Regions from separate parts of the Rattus norvegicus genome. Here region 2 is linked to region 1. Evidence: chromatin contacts called from public Hi-C data. All regions are on one chromosome and are shown on one strand. Each heading gives the region's core, a stretch centred on a gene start, on an enhancer-like site or on the middle of the called end of the contact. The rest is flanking DNA. Distances are from core to core; before and after follow the strand shown. Region 1 overlaps LOC134482743 (a long non-coding RNA gene). Region 2 has its middle 45 kb from the start of Sephs1.

Region 1 (6,973 bases), core at 2,520-5,019:
TATTTTTTCTAGCTTTTGTATTGATTTGTAGACTTCTTCACACATTCTGGAGAGTGTTTCTCTGCTGTTAACTCCCCTACGGCCCAGCAACAGCACAGGCGCCCATTGCTAGTCTGTGCCTTGACCTTTTGTGCAGATTAAATATCTTTTTTATCTTTTTTTTTTTTAACTAAATCAGAAGCTTTAGTATTGTCACAGTTTTTACTATTTTCCTTTCTGGTTTGGGCTTCTTCTGTTTTCTTTAACGAGGAGGCACAGTTACGTGCATTTCTGGGCCCAGCCAGCAAGAGACTAAGGCAGGGGGATGGTGAGTATGAGGCTAGGTAAGGCAACATAGCATGACTCGAAAGGGGAGATGTCGCTCTGTTGTATCTTGAAGGATGACAAGGAGAAGAGGAAGAAAAAGGAAAGAAGGAAGGGAGGGAGGAAAGGGGAGGAAGAAAGAAACAGGAAAGAAGGAAGGAGAGAGAAGGGAGAAAGAAAAGAAGAGAGAAGAGCAGAAAGAAGGGGATTGGGAAAAAAAAAAGACCTACGTCTCCTCCCCTGATGGTCACAGCTCCAATTTTAAAAGCATAACAACAAAGTTCTCTTATGAAGTTCCTAGTTTCCCAGAAAGTTGCACAGTTGTATTACAGAGTTCCGGGAGGTGCATACAAAGAGCATCACATTATTAAATGTATACATTGGGCTATGCTGCTTTACTTGTAACTGACACATAATTACATACATTCATAGCGGACAGGTGCTAACTAGATACATGTATCCAGTGTGTAACCACCAAATTGGGGTAATTAGTATTTCTTTGTGCTGGGAACTTGCAAAGCTTCCCTCTTGCTTTGAGGTGCATAATAAATCACTGTGCACCGTAGTCGCTCTTGTAGTGGAGAAGTCTAGAAGCTAGTCTTCCCACTTGACTCTATTTCCCTACTTGTCATTCAGCTTCTCCCTCCCTTCCTAGCCTTGGGTAATCCGATTCTCCTCTCTCCTTCTGTGGGATCTGTGTGTTAGACTCTTGATGAATAGAACAGATGGCACTTGTCTGTCTGCGCCTGACTTACTTCACTCAACAAATGGCAACACTGGACTCTCGGCGGGGGCGTGGTGTGCATAAGATTTCACTGTGTGTTTGAATGTCGCTTTTCTTTTTTTTTTTTTTTTTTTTCTCTCGGAGCCCAGGGCCTTGCGCTTCCTAGGCAAGCGCTCTACCACTGAGCTAAATCCCCAGCCCGAATGTCGCTTTTCTTTATCCATTCTTCTGATAGATAATACATGCACCAGTGTTAGCTTTTTTCACCTTTAAAATTAAAGCTCACACACGGGCACATTGGCGCACACCTATAAGGCCAGCACACAGGAGGTAGAGGCAGGAAGATCAAAAGTTCAAGGTCGGCCTCAGCTGCATAGTGCGTCCTAGGCCTGCTTGCTACATGAAACAATATCATAAAACTAAATAAGAGGGGGCTGGAGAGATGGCTCAGTGGTTAAGATCACCAACTGCTCTTCCAGAGGTCCTGAGTTCAAATCCTGGCAACCACATGGTGGCTCGCAACCATCTATAATGAGATCTGATGCCCTCTTCTGGTGTGTCTGAAGACAGCTACAGTATACTTATATGTAATAAATAAATATTAAAAAAAAACTAAATAAGAGGCAGAGGAAATGGCTCAGTGGGGGAAGGTGCTTGCTGGGTGAGTATAAGGGCTTAAGTTGAGGTCCCCACAGAAAAGCATGACTTCCTATGTACCTGCAACCCTGGCACTGTGGTGGGTAGAGACAGGAAGACTGATGGAATTGATTGCCCTTAAGCCTAGATCCCAGTTCAGTGAGACACCCTGTCTTAAAAGGACAAGGCAGTGTACCAAAACACAACACTCAAGAGCCTCCTTTGGCAATTGTGCATGAGCCTGGCACCCTCCTACACACACACACATGCATGTACATAAGACATATGCATATACAGCATAAACACACACACTTCTGTATGTCTCCTCCAGATCAAAACATTCCATAGTGGTGGTGGTGGTGGTGGTGGTGGTGGTGGTGGTGGTGGTGGTGGTGGTGTGTGTGTGTGTGTATTTTGTGTGTGTGGAGTGTTTCCATAAGAAGGAAGGTAAACAACACAAAAGCAGCTTCAGGAACTCCCTGAAACTGACCAGATTCATTAGGCCCCTCCCTGCCAGGGTAAGCAGAGCCCACCTGCAAAGACTCAGAAAGAACTTCCTGGAGGAGATTTAGACCAACTGATGCACCTGAAAAGACACCTTCCAACCTGTTTAGCTGTCTGTGTGCTGGGCAGTGTGTCCAGGTTTCCCAGCTAGTATGAGCTGTCACCCATCTAGGCTTTGGTAAAGCAGTTGTCTTTGACCCAATAAAACTTTACTGGATCATCAAGTTGGACTTTAGTGGTATCTGCACTTTGATCTGTCGTGGTTCCCTGATCTGAGAAGAAAAGAAAAATGTGTTTCAGTCTCTCCAGGAAAAGTTTTATCATAACACACACACACACACACACACACACACACACACACACACACACACACTAAATCAATTTAAAGATCAAAATAGGAAGAGACATTAGCTGTTCTTGACTTCCATATTCTGGTATTTGTCATCTGCATTTCAAGGGATGGTAGGAGCCAGAGTCTCTGATGCTTGGGGCGACTGTGCAATGAACTTTAATGCAAGGCACCAGTGGCCTTGAGTTGGGGAATGTGTGAGCACCTGGGGCTCTCCCACAGAACTTCATCAGTCCCAGGGTCTTAGCATCTTGCCCAAAGCATGAACGCAGTAGACTGAAGTGTATTCCACCACTCACTTAACATGTTGGGTTCACAAGTAAGGACCATGTTTCCATAAAGAGGCCCCTCCCCGGGTATTCACAAGGGGGTACAGCATTATCCAAGCTGTGCCTAGCATGAGTAACGTTGGGCTGGGATGGAGGGTGGAGGCAAAGACTTAGGAGACACAGCAAGTTATGTTGGGACACAGCAAGTCATCCAGGTAAGTGGAGTGTGGAGTAAGGCAAATCTGGGGACAAGGACACGAGTGGATACAGTCAAGAAAAATTCAGGAAGGTAGCATCAATAGGCCAGGCCTTGAGCTAAGACTTAGCCAGCAGCCAAGAGTCAGGCTGCACCCACCCTATACCTGACTTGCATTGTCTGCAGGTGGAAAGGGATCTAACGGCTCGTACACACAACGACCATCACTTGGATCAAGCAAGGAGGTGGAAACCTCACTGTCCTGGAAGGAAATAGTACTGCAAACTTCTTGCAAGGGTCTGTGCAGTACTCAGAGAATCTCTAGCCAAGGTCAAAGGTGAAGGACCCTCAGGAAAGGAACTGCTGTGTATTGTCTGTGTCCCAGCTCTGGGTGCTCTGAGCAGTGCGCATAAATCATATTTCAGATTCTCCTGTCACTGTCCCCTCATTACCCACAGCTTGCGTTTTTGTTTGTCTTGGGTGCTTTGCCTGTTTTGTGTTTTCTTCTATTTTGTTTTGAGGCAAAGTCCTACTAATGTATGCTACTTTGGAACTCACTATACAGCCCGATCTAGATTCAAACTCGTGATCCTCCTGCCTCAGCCTCTTGGATTACAAGCCTGTGTGTGCCACCTTGGGCAGCCCTCATCTTGCATCTTATCAGTCAAGGGTCAATTCTGAAGACCCAGAAAACAGGTCTAACTCCGGAACTGTGTCCACCATAAGGCTAGCCCACTGCTGATGCGGCCGAGGATGGCCCTTGAGCAGCAGGATGTGTAGTTTCTAATTCTTATCTCTGGTGGCCACTGGCCAGAGACAATAAAGGAAGATGGCCTAGGGCAAAGGGTAAAGGGTGCCTTGGCTTCAAAGTAGGAAGTGTCATTAACTCTGGAACATTTGGAGCCAATTTCTATTTAATGCTTCCTTAGAGCAGGCAATAGCCAGTCTGAAACAAGCACCCACGTACCTGTATCTTCTGCCTAACACATCTCCCTCTCCCCCTCCCCCTTCTTCTCCCCTTCCTTCTCCTCCTCCCTTTCCCCCTCCCTCTCCCTCTCTCTTTCTCTCCCTCTCTCCCTTACCTCTTCCCCTTTTTCTTCCCCCTATGGGTGCATCTGGCTTCTAGTAGTCATCATTTGTTGCAGTATAAAAGTGAACATGAGCGTGGGTGGCCCTGAACTCTAGGGGGACAAAGGAGAACCTATCATATTTAACCCCATCAGGGTGAAGGGAGTTCTGCAGAAGGGGAAGAAGAGGAGGCAGAAAGGTTGTTAAGAGCACATAAGAACTCACAGAGATATGGGGTTGGGGATTTAGCTCAGTGGTAGAGCGCTTGCCTAGGAAGCGCAAGGCCCTGGGTTCGGTCCCCAGCTCCGGAAAAAAAAAAGAACCAAAAAAAAAAAAAAAAAAACCTCACAGAGACTCTGGCAGCACACACAGGCCCACACACGTCCAAGCCAGACAGAGTCCAGTGCCAAGAAGGTGAAATGGGCGTGAGCTCCTATCCCAACCAAGAAGTTATCTCTAATTGATAACCCCTTGCAAAGAAACAGTTTGTTTTCTCCAAGTGAGTCTCGCAGGGCGGGAATGGGTATGGCCCATGCTCAGGAGTGGACGGCTAGCACAGACAAACACAATGGGTTTGGGTTGGGGGGCTTGGGGCTTGGGGCTTGGGGGGTGGGGGGTGGTCTTTTATTGCTTTGTTTGGGTATTTTTTTAACCTTACTTATCTTTTGCTTATATATCATGGTTTCTGATTTTGTATTTTTATGAAATTTGTGTGTGTATATATATATATATGTGTGTGTGCGTGTGCTGTTGTGTGTATGTGTGTATGTATGCTGTTGTGTGCACATGTGTAAGTGTGTGTATACATGTATGTATGTGCATGTGTATATATGTGTATGTGTGTGTGCTGTTTTGTGCATGTGTGTTTCTTGTGCTTTTTCATTGTTTTTCCCTTTTTTTGTTCTAATTATGGTTTGTTTGTTTTATAAAGGGAGGAGAAAAGAAGGCGTTGAGTTGGATGGGTGGAGAGAATCTGGGAAAGGAATATATTGTATAAAAATTATTTTCAGGGGTTGGGGATTTAGCTAAGTGGTAGAGCGCTTGCCTAGGAAGCGCAAGGCCCTGGGTTCGGTCCCCAGCTCCGGAAAAAAAAAAAAAAAAAAAAAAAAGAACCAAAAAAAAAATTATTTTCAATTAAAAAAGAAGTCCAGGGGCTGGAGAGATGACTCAGTGGTTAAGAGCACTGACTGCTCTTCCAGAGGTCCTGAGTTCAAATCCCAGCACCCACATGGTGGCTCACAACCATCTGTAATGAGATCTGATGCACTCTTCTAGTGTGTCTGAAGATAGCTACAGTGTACTTATAATAAATAAACAAATAAATAAACAAAAAAAAAAAAGTCCAAAGTGGGGGGCTGAACAAGAGCAGTAAGCAAACCAGGTAGCGTGGCTTCTCCGTGACCTCTGCATCAGCTCCTGCCTCCAGGTTCCTGCCTTGACTCTTTTCATGATGGACTATAACCTGTAAGTTGAGAAGAACTCTTTCCTCTCCAGGTTACTTTTGGTTACGCAATCCTCCTGCCTCAACTTCCTGAGTGGTTGGGATTACAGGACTGTGCCACATCTCTTAAGATCTTAAGGAAATTTGAAGTTATCCCCATAATCTGGTCTGCCCCAATAACTCAGGAACCGATGAGTACATTTCATTCCACCTGGACCATACATTTTTCTTTCCTCGTGACATACCACATGCATTCTCTGGAGGCTGGGGCATGAGTGTGCTTGAGAGAACACCACATCGACACCAACACCAACACTTACTTAATACCTTTCTCTCTAGTCCGCCCGCAGTGTGCCCTATGGTTTCTTAAAGAGCACAGCAAATCTGAGTCCCAGTCATCCCCACGGTGAGCCCTGGATTAGCACCCCTTTTGGCTCCCCACCCACCCACCCCCCTACCCACCCAGTCCTAGTTGCTTTTTGCCCACTTAAAATTTCAGGCTTCAGTCCTCAAGTATCCCCCTTGCCCCTAGTCCTTCTGGGAGATTCACCTTGTGGAACTGATAACCAAGATGGTAAACTTGAAAATGATTGACTCAGCCTCGGCACACACTTCCCCCCATAAAAGGAAACGTGCCTTTGGTGGGGGAGGTGCTGAAGAACTTTCTATATTGGGCACATCTACTGTAGTAGGTTCTAAACAAAGGTGAACCACTGCCAGAGGGCTAGAAGATGTGTCTGTGTGTGGGTATGTGTACATGAGCTGAGGTGCTGAATATTAAGTCTCGGAGCCTAGGACACATGGCTGAGGTGTCTGTCATATCAACATATCAAGGTGGACTTCTCTGCCAGGTTCTCCCAGCATCCTTCAGCAGCCCCCCACACACACACTCACACACTCACACACCGGGGCTGGGATGTGCCTTCCCCCAGGGGCTCTTCCCTACATAATCCAGCTATTTTGGTTACCATTTAGCTACCCCTCCCCCTTTTTTACCCTTTACCCTCTTGGCAGCGGCACCTGGCTCCTCTCTCTGAGATCCACATTCTTCCTCGCCCCTCCCCCTCTCCTCACAGGCTCAGGGTCACGTCCACTCTGGAGTCTTCTAGATGTCCCTGCCTCCGGCTGTGCTCTCCCTCCTAATTACAGCAAACATTTTCCTCCACCATACCTGGGAGCAGTCGTGTCCTTCCTGTTTTTCTTTTTTCGTTCAGCATGAGGCCAGAGACCTTGGATCCCTTTGGCATTGTAGTTACACAGGACTGCCCTGCCTGCCGTGGCTGGTGCCAGCTAGAGTAGTACGTGTTGTTTAGCTCTGAGCCATCTCTCAGCTGCAAGACTGGGCACTTTAAAGGTGGATCAATTCTCAGGTTTCTGGAGGCTGGTAACTTAAAGTTGGTGTCAATACTGGACAGAATAGAAGGAGAAAAACGGGGGTCCGTGGAAGAGGGAAGGAGCCTGGGAGAAACTTGGGGATTTATAG
Region 2 (6,973 bases), core at 1,163-3,662, 38 kb before region 1:
AATAAAAACCAACTAATCAACAACAAAAACTCCTGGGGCATCGCCAGGGATACCCTGGATTCCCTGCACTGAAAACAGAACGAAACCCTAAGCAAATACCAAAAACAGTTTGTAAGATATCCAGCGAGTGTGGCTTAAGAATAAATATTCTTCTAGCATAAGGCCCTTGGTTCAAACCTCAGCACAGAGAGAGTCTCAAATTTTTCTCTTGCTAGAATTTTAACACCTAAACTCATGTATTCTTCTGCATCCCTGTAAGAGCAAAGTCTAAAAACTTGTGGGCAAGGGGTTGGGGATTTGGCTCAGTGGTAGAGCGCTTGCCTAACAACCGCAAGGCCCTGGGTTCAGTCCCCAGATCCAAAAAAAAGAAAAAAAAAAACTTGTGGGCATACTAAAAATGATATCTTGTCAGTACTGTTTTTGTGAGGGTTGTTTTTGTCAACGTTTTGCCACCTAGCCTTCTCCCAAGGGTCCCTGAAGCTGTCTCACCATGGGGTCCTGCTTGAATCTCCATCTTAACTTGAATTTGTCTTCATTTGTTCCTTCATATCCATCATGGAGATTGTCTTAGAGTTTTACTGCTGTGAACAGATACCATGACCAAGGCAACTCTTATAAGACATTTAATTGAGGCTGGCTTACAGGTTCAGAAGTTCAGTCCATTATCATCAAGGCAGGAACATGGCAGCTCCCAGGCTGGCATGGTACAGGAGGAGCTGAGAGTTCTACATCTTTATCTGAAGGTAGCTAGGAGAAGACTGACTTCCTGAAGGTAGCTAGAACTGAAGGTAGACTGACTTCCAGGCAGCTGGTTCTTAAAGCCCACACCCACAGTGACACACCTACTCCAACAAGGCCACGCCTCCCTGGGCTGAGCACATACAAACTTATCACAGAGAAAGAGCCTCTGTCCCCCTTGCTCAGATATTTTTCTGAAGATTTGCCACCTGTTCCATGCACTAATTTAGTTCGTTAATCTGCCTTGTTTCCAATGAATGACTTTATTACCTCACATCTTTTTCACTGTCTCTGTCACATCCTCTCCCTGGTCGGGAAGAAAACACACATACAAAGTCAGACCCCGTGGCACATACCCCAGCACTCCAGAAGCAAAGAGAAGGATCGAGAATTCAAAACGGCAAGTTCCAAACCAAGCTGAGCCACCTGGTGGGTTCGAGGTCCTGGATTTGAGTCTCGGGACTGCAGTAAATAAAAAACATGAATTGTTAAAGGTTTCTTATCACTTTAATTTTTTTCAAACCTTATCTTTAATGATGATTCTTAAACACTTTAACCTTCCTTGTAACTCACCAACCACCAGAGGTAGTAGGAAAGAAAGGCTATGGGGGAAGTGGACCTGTTTAGAAAGGTTCTTTGGAGCAACTCCCATCGGTGTTGTCTGGAAATCATTGCTTCAGTTCCCAGGTCAGCAGCAGGTGGCAGCAAACACTTCATGGTTACAGCAGCAGTCCAGTTCGCTAGAGTCAGGTTAGAGACAGCGGTGACCGGAGTGACACCAGGTCTCAGCTGGGCCTCTCTCAGGGAAGTGAAGATGAGTGAAGATGTGAGACCCACAAGCGTTGCACAGCTAGCTATACCAGCAAGCCAAGTTCTGTCTTGGTCACACCGTGAAGTCTTATTTATACCCTCCAGACATCACGTGTCCTCCACGGGTCTTGTCTCAGCCCTTGCATCTAATCAGTCTGAGTTCTCGGAAGCAGTACACCAACAGAAATTTTTCAGTGCCTTTCTATGGTGTCCCGACAAATGCAGCTCAAGTTTGCACTGTAAGGCAGACCAATACATGTGTGTCATTAGCAAAGACTCTTTCATCACACGTGTTGGTATTCGGTCTAAGCTCCACCCCCACAGTTACCTGGCAACAGCCAAGTATGCTCCACCCCACAGTTACCAAGCACAGGGTGCCTGACTATAAAGGGGGCTGCTTGCCCCTCCTCACTCTCCTCTCTTTCTTCTCTTGCTCCCTGCTCTCCCCGTTCCCCTCCCCCGTTCCCTCCACATGCTCACGGTCCCCCTCCTTCTACTCTTCTTCTCTCATTAAACCTCTCCACGTGAAACCATGTTGGCTTGGTGTAGTCTGTCTGGATGAGAGCCAAGATTTCTACTCCAACATTGGTGGCCCGTACACGAAGTTCGATCTACCTGTGACTGCCTGGCCCAGCGTCCTGCGGCCCCCGCCGCCGCCCGCCGCCCGCCGCCCACCGCCCCACTGCCGCACCACAGCAGCTGACAGCAGAGCAGAGCAAAGGCCCTTCCCACCACGTGCCTCTGCCGACACCGCTCTGGCAGTGGCCCACTGGCCCTCAGCCCGCCCTGGAACCCCTGGACACTGGGCGCAGTTGCGGTCGCTTGGCATGGGCCGTGCCCTCACACGGGGCTGTGGCAGGAAGAGACATAGGCCCAGGCCTCGCCTGTCGTTCTCACCACCTGAATTGGATCACGGTGTCTTCTAGGCCTCAGCTGTGCCGTTGGACACCACCACCTGCTGGCTGCTGTGGGACTCAGGACTTCCACGTGAGTGGCTGCTGCAGCTGGCGCACGTGCAGACTTCTGCAGGAGCCACTGCCCTCCGTGGTTCACCACGTGGTGCCAGCTCTTGCCACGTGGGTCACTTAAACAGGCCCTCACCAACCACACGGTTTCGCTTTTCCTGCTATCAGACTGCGGCTACAATTCTCGCACAAACACCGGCAGATTAGTAGGTCTATTCCTCCAGTTGGCAAGGAGGAACCCCCGATTTCCCAGAGAGGGTCTGGCCAGCCCTTATGGGGGAAAGGGACCCCATAGCTAACATAGGAGATCCAACTTTGGTGATTTGGTGGAGATTCCCTCGAAAGTGGTTCCTTGCTCCCCTCCCACTCCAGGCTCTCTCAGCGGATCAGAAAATCCTAGGCTTGGGAATGCTTTCTGGTGGGTCCGGGACCTGTCGTGTATGGCCTCCAGGAGTCTACGTGACGACTCAGACACCTGGCCTGGCAGAGTGCTTCTGCTACTGAGTTGATCCTCCGGGATGCGGGACGGATAACTCGGTAACTTCCCCCAATGGGTAATTCGATGTCTTTGAACGAACGTACCTCCAGATTCCGCACTGGGATGTTTTCTGGAAAATTTCAAAATCCTAAAACTAATGCCTCACCTGAGGACATCAAACTGATACACCTTTGCAATAATGTCTGGACTTGATACTCATTAGACAATGGTTCAAAATGGCCACATAATGGTTAAATTCCTCAATTTTACAGGATTTTCATACATACTGACAGCAGTCTGGTAAATGGGGGAAAAGTTCTTTATGTTCAAGCGTTTATGTACCTTTGGTCCAACCCCTCTCTGTGTTCTGCTTCCCGTGGCATCTCACTGAGGTAACCTGTGTCCCGGGTACTGGCTGGTCAGTCCAGCAGGCCTCCCCATCCCCATGATACCCTGCGTGCAGCTGCTCTCCAAGGACGCGCCTTCTTCAAGCAGTGCTGGTGAGCGGTACCTACTCGACCTCTGTGCGCTTTCTTTACCTCAGAGCTTGACTTTCCATACTGTACACAAGGTCTCAGAGGAGCGTTCTTGAGCTTGGAGCTACTGTGCTGCCCCTGGGGATGGGTCCTTTCACTGACCCTCGTTCTAGGACCTTTTCCCTTGGGTGAGACTTTTCCTCCCTTTTTGTGAGACAGTGTCTCTCTGATGAAAATGCCACCGGCTCTGAGTGTAGCCCCAGCACTGGTAGGGACAATTAATAATCCCTATTCTCACCCATGGATCTATCGGTCTTCGCCGCCTGCCCTCCTGGGATGTTTTGGTCTAATTTACACTAAGCAGAAAGCAATGTCTCTATGTGGCCAAAGAACGGGCACTCTCTTGCTAGCCACCCATAGCATAGGCCTCCCCTTCCTCCCTTCCTCATTGCGGCCCCTAGTTCGTTGCCCTGTGAAAAGCAGGTCTGGCCCTGTCCCTTGCATCCGCCAGGGACTCTGTCTGTGAGACCTGCTTTCCCATGTGCGTGTGACCCCTACACTTGGCGCGCTCTCTCACTCAGGGCTTCTGTGTTCTGCCTGCCGCTGCGGGTGCTACAGCCCCTGGCTCACAGCAGCAGAAAAAGCGAGTCTGGCCCCGCCCCTTGCGTCCTACCAAGGAATCTGCTTGCTAAGACCCGCGGGCATGTGAGCTCTCTCTGTCCGGGACTTTGCTCCTGTGCTCGGCCTGCCATAGCCTCGAGAAAAACAGCGTTCACACTGTCTTTTCTAGCATGTTCACACCGCAAGCACACCCGTTACTAGGATATAGGATGCTACTGTGGGGTGGGGTAGTGCTGGCCCAAAGCCAGAATCACTGGTCCGGGGCTTCCGGCTGCCAGGAGGAAGGTTCTCCCCACCTGCCTGGGTCCTAGCCATGCACCTAGCCACAGAACCTAGCCTAGCCACAGAACCACCCCACTCGAGCCTCTCCCTTGCTCTGCAGATTAGCCATTCCCAAACCTTGCTGTGCTCGGTGTCACAGGCTTAAATCTGCCTGGTCACGGTCTCATATGTGACACGGTTTTCTTATTCATTTTCTCTATTTATAAAACCTGTCAAGGTTATTTAAGATTTTTCATTCCTATCCTGTCTTGACATATGATCCTTATAATAATCTACTCCTGAGGAACGCCGGCGAGTTTGGGAGCAGGCAAGAATACATGCAGACGAGATCCATCAAATGGATGGAACATATCCGATTTGATCTGAGGCAGTACCCGACCAAGATCCCCGATGGAATTATAATTCCACAGGTGGCTTTTTAGCCAGAGATCGATTCATAACCTGCCTCCTGGCTGGTCTCTGCGGGGAGGTCAGCCTTAAAACCAGTGAATTTTGCAAAACTACAAGAGGTCATTTAGGAAAAACAGGAAAACCGATCCCAATTTTTAGAACGCCTTACAAAGGCTTTATTGCAATACACTAATCTAGACCCTAAAAACTCAGAAGGAAAACAAGTTCTGATGACTTGTTTCTTTTCCCAGAGCTACCCCAACCTAAAAGACAAACGTGAGAAAGCTAGAGAGAGGGCTACTAACTCCAGAGGCAGAAGTTTTGGCACTGGCCTTTAAAGTGTACCAGGGGAGTGATGAGAAGGCTTGCAGACTAAAATACCATTTGCTGACAAAGGCTGTCAAACCAGCCTCAGCCACTGCCAGGAACTCCTGGTCTTCCGAGGCTAAGGGACCACCAGGCTCCTACTACAAATGTGGTCAACAAGATCACTGGGCGAGGGCTTGCCCTGACTTCTGCAAGCCAAGGGGCCATGTCCTAGGTGCCATCACGAGGGACACTGGACTGTCAATTGCTCTTGTGTTGTACAGGACAAGGAGACATCACGTCCAGGTAACCCTTCAGCAGATTTCCTAGGCTTGGCTATGGACGACTGAAGGGGCCTGAGTTCCCTAGACCTGACCACTGCCATCACCAGCAGGGAGCCTCAAATAACCATCACAGTATATGGGCAGCCCACCTCCTTCCTTTTGGACACTGGGGCCACTTACTCAGTCCTAATGGAGTTTTGGGGACCCACTTCTCTCTCCTGAGTCCCTGTTGTCCCAAACCCCATGTTTAGCTGCATTTTTAGGGGTGTACCTCTTACCCATTCCTTTTTGGTAGTGCCAACATGCCCTTATTGGGAAGGGATCTTCTAGCTAAGTCAGGAGCCTCTATTTCACTCCACCCATTTGCCCAAACTCAAGCTCGCCTGCAGCCCTTCTGCTCTCTCTAGTCAGCCAACCTACTAACACGGACATGTTGCTTCCTTTACCAGCTTCTCAGGTAGACCCCCCGAGTCTAGAAGGTCCAGAACCCCTCTGTTGCTAAACAAACAGTCTTTCCAAATGGATCTGGAACCTGCTTTCTCTATCTGTCTTTTTGTCGTGGCAAACTGTTTTAGGACATCCAGGACACATTCCGTAGGACAAATTCTTCCTTCTGCTCCACAAAAAGCTTATCTTAAAGAATGTTCGTGTTGTTAACTCATGTTGTTGTCTCTTTTGTAAACTTATAAGCTACAGGAAACCCACTCAAACCTACCTCTCAAGGACCAAACAGACTCCACCCAGATAGGTGCATCTGCCTAAAGTTCCCAGTTACTACCTATTCCAAAGGATGGGATTCCTCAGGGTTTCAAATGTACATCTAAGGAAAAAATTTCTTTTCTCTCAAATTTGCTTAATCTTATTCTCTACCTATAATAAATATATATGTGTGTTCCAGCATCTCGTGAAGTCCAGGCACTTACTACACCAGAGAAGCGACCTCCAGATGTTCATTCTCCTCTCACAGACACAGACGCTTCTCTTGGACCTATTCCTTCTGACCTATCCTCAGATGGTTCCACAGACCCTGGACAACAAGGAAACAGCCAACTCTAAGACTGGACAAACATCCCCTACCCATTTTCTAGGTTCCCTAGAGACATGTCGCCCCAAAGCAAGCAGGAAGTAGTGAGAGATCTCAACAACCCTATTCCTGCTCCACCATCGCCTCTGAATTTTCTTTTTTAATTAAACCAAAATGGGGGGATGTTGGTACTCTGTCTAAGCTCCACCCCCACAGCTACCTGGGAACAGCCAGGTATGCTCCGCCCCACAGTTACCTGGGAACTGCCATCTGTACCTGGCACTATATAAGGAGCTGCTTGCCCCCTCCTTGCTCTCTTCTCTTTCTTCTCTTGCTCCCTGCTCTTCCCATCTTCCCCTTTGTCCCTTCTCTCCCCATTCCCCTCCCTGCTTCTCTCCATGTGTTCATGGCTGGCCTTTACTCTCCTCTTCTACCTTTCTTCTCTCATTAAACCTCTCCACATGGAACCATGTTGGTTTGGTATGGTTTGTCGGGAAGCAAGCTGAGATTTCTACCCCAACAACGTGTCCTTTCACATGCTTGTTTTAGCAAAACATCCTCTTTCCTGTGTCTGCTTCAGCAAAAACGTTCCTTCACGT

Evidence for each region. Hi-C and Micro-C count contacts between places; a contact is called where the count stands out from the background.
Region 2: a Hi-C map of liver shows a contact between it and region 1, with 2.4 times the contacts expected there. The contact joins two enhancer-like sites. A contact is called at or near these places in 5 of 12 Hi-C or Micro-C datasets (the A7r5 cell line, kidney, liver and 1 more).

What each region holds. Positions count from the first base shown.
Region 1 is chr17:78,297,202-78,304,174 of GRCr8, reverse strand. It overlaps LOC134482743 (a long non-coding RNA gene), which reads right to left. Exons shown (of 2, transcript XR_010059258.1): 1 at 6,662-6,973. Among named protein-coding and RNA genes, the nearest start is that of Sephs1, 8.6 kb to the right of the region's middle. Within about 2 kb of position 3,769, at least 2 of the 93 cell types and tissues checked have an H3K27ac peak or open chromatin away from gene starts, as enhancers often do. A contact at or near this core is called in liver, where this site is marked.
Region 2 is chr17:78,333,625-78,340,597 of GRCr8, reverse strand. No RefSeq gene overlaps it. Among named protein-coding and RNA genes, the nearest start is that of Sephs1, 45 kb to the right of the region's middle. Within about 2 kb of position 2,412, at least 1 of the 93 cell types and tissues checked has an H3K27ac peak or open chromatin away from gene starts, as enhancers often do. A contact at or near this core is called in liver, where this site is marked.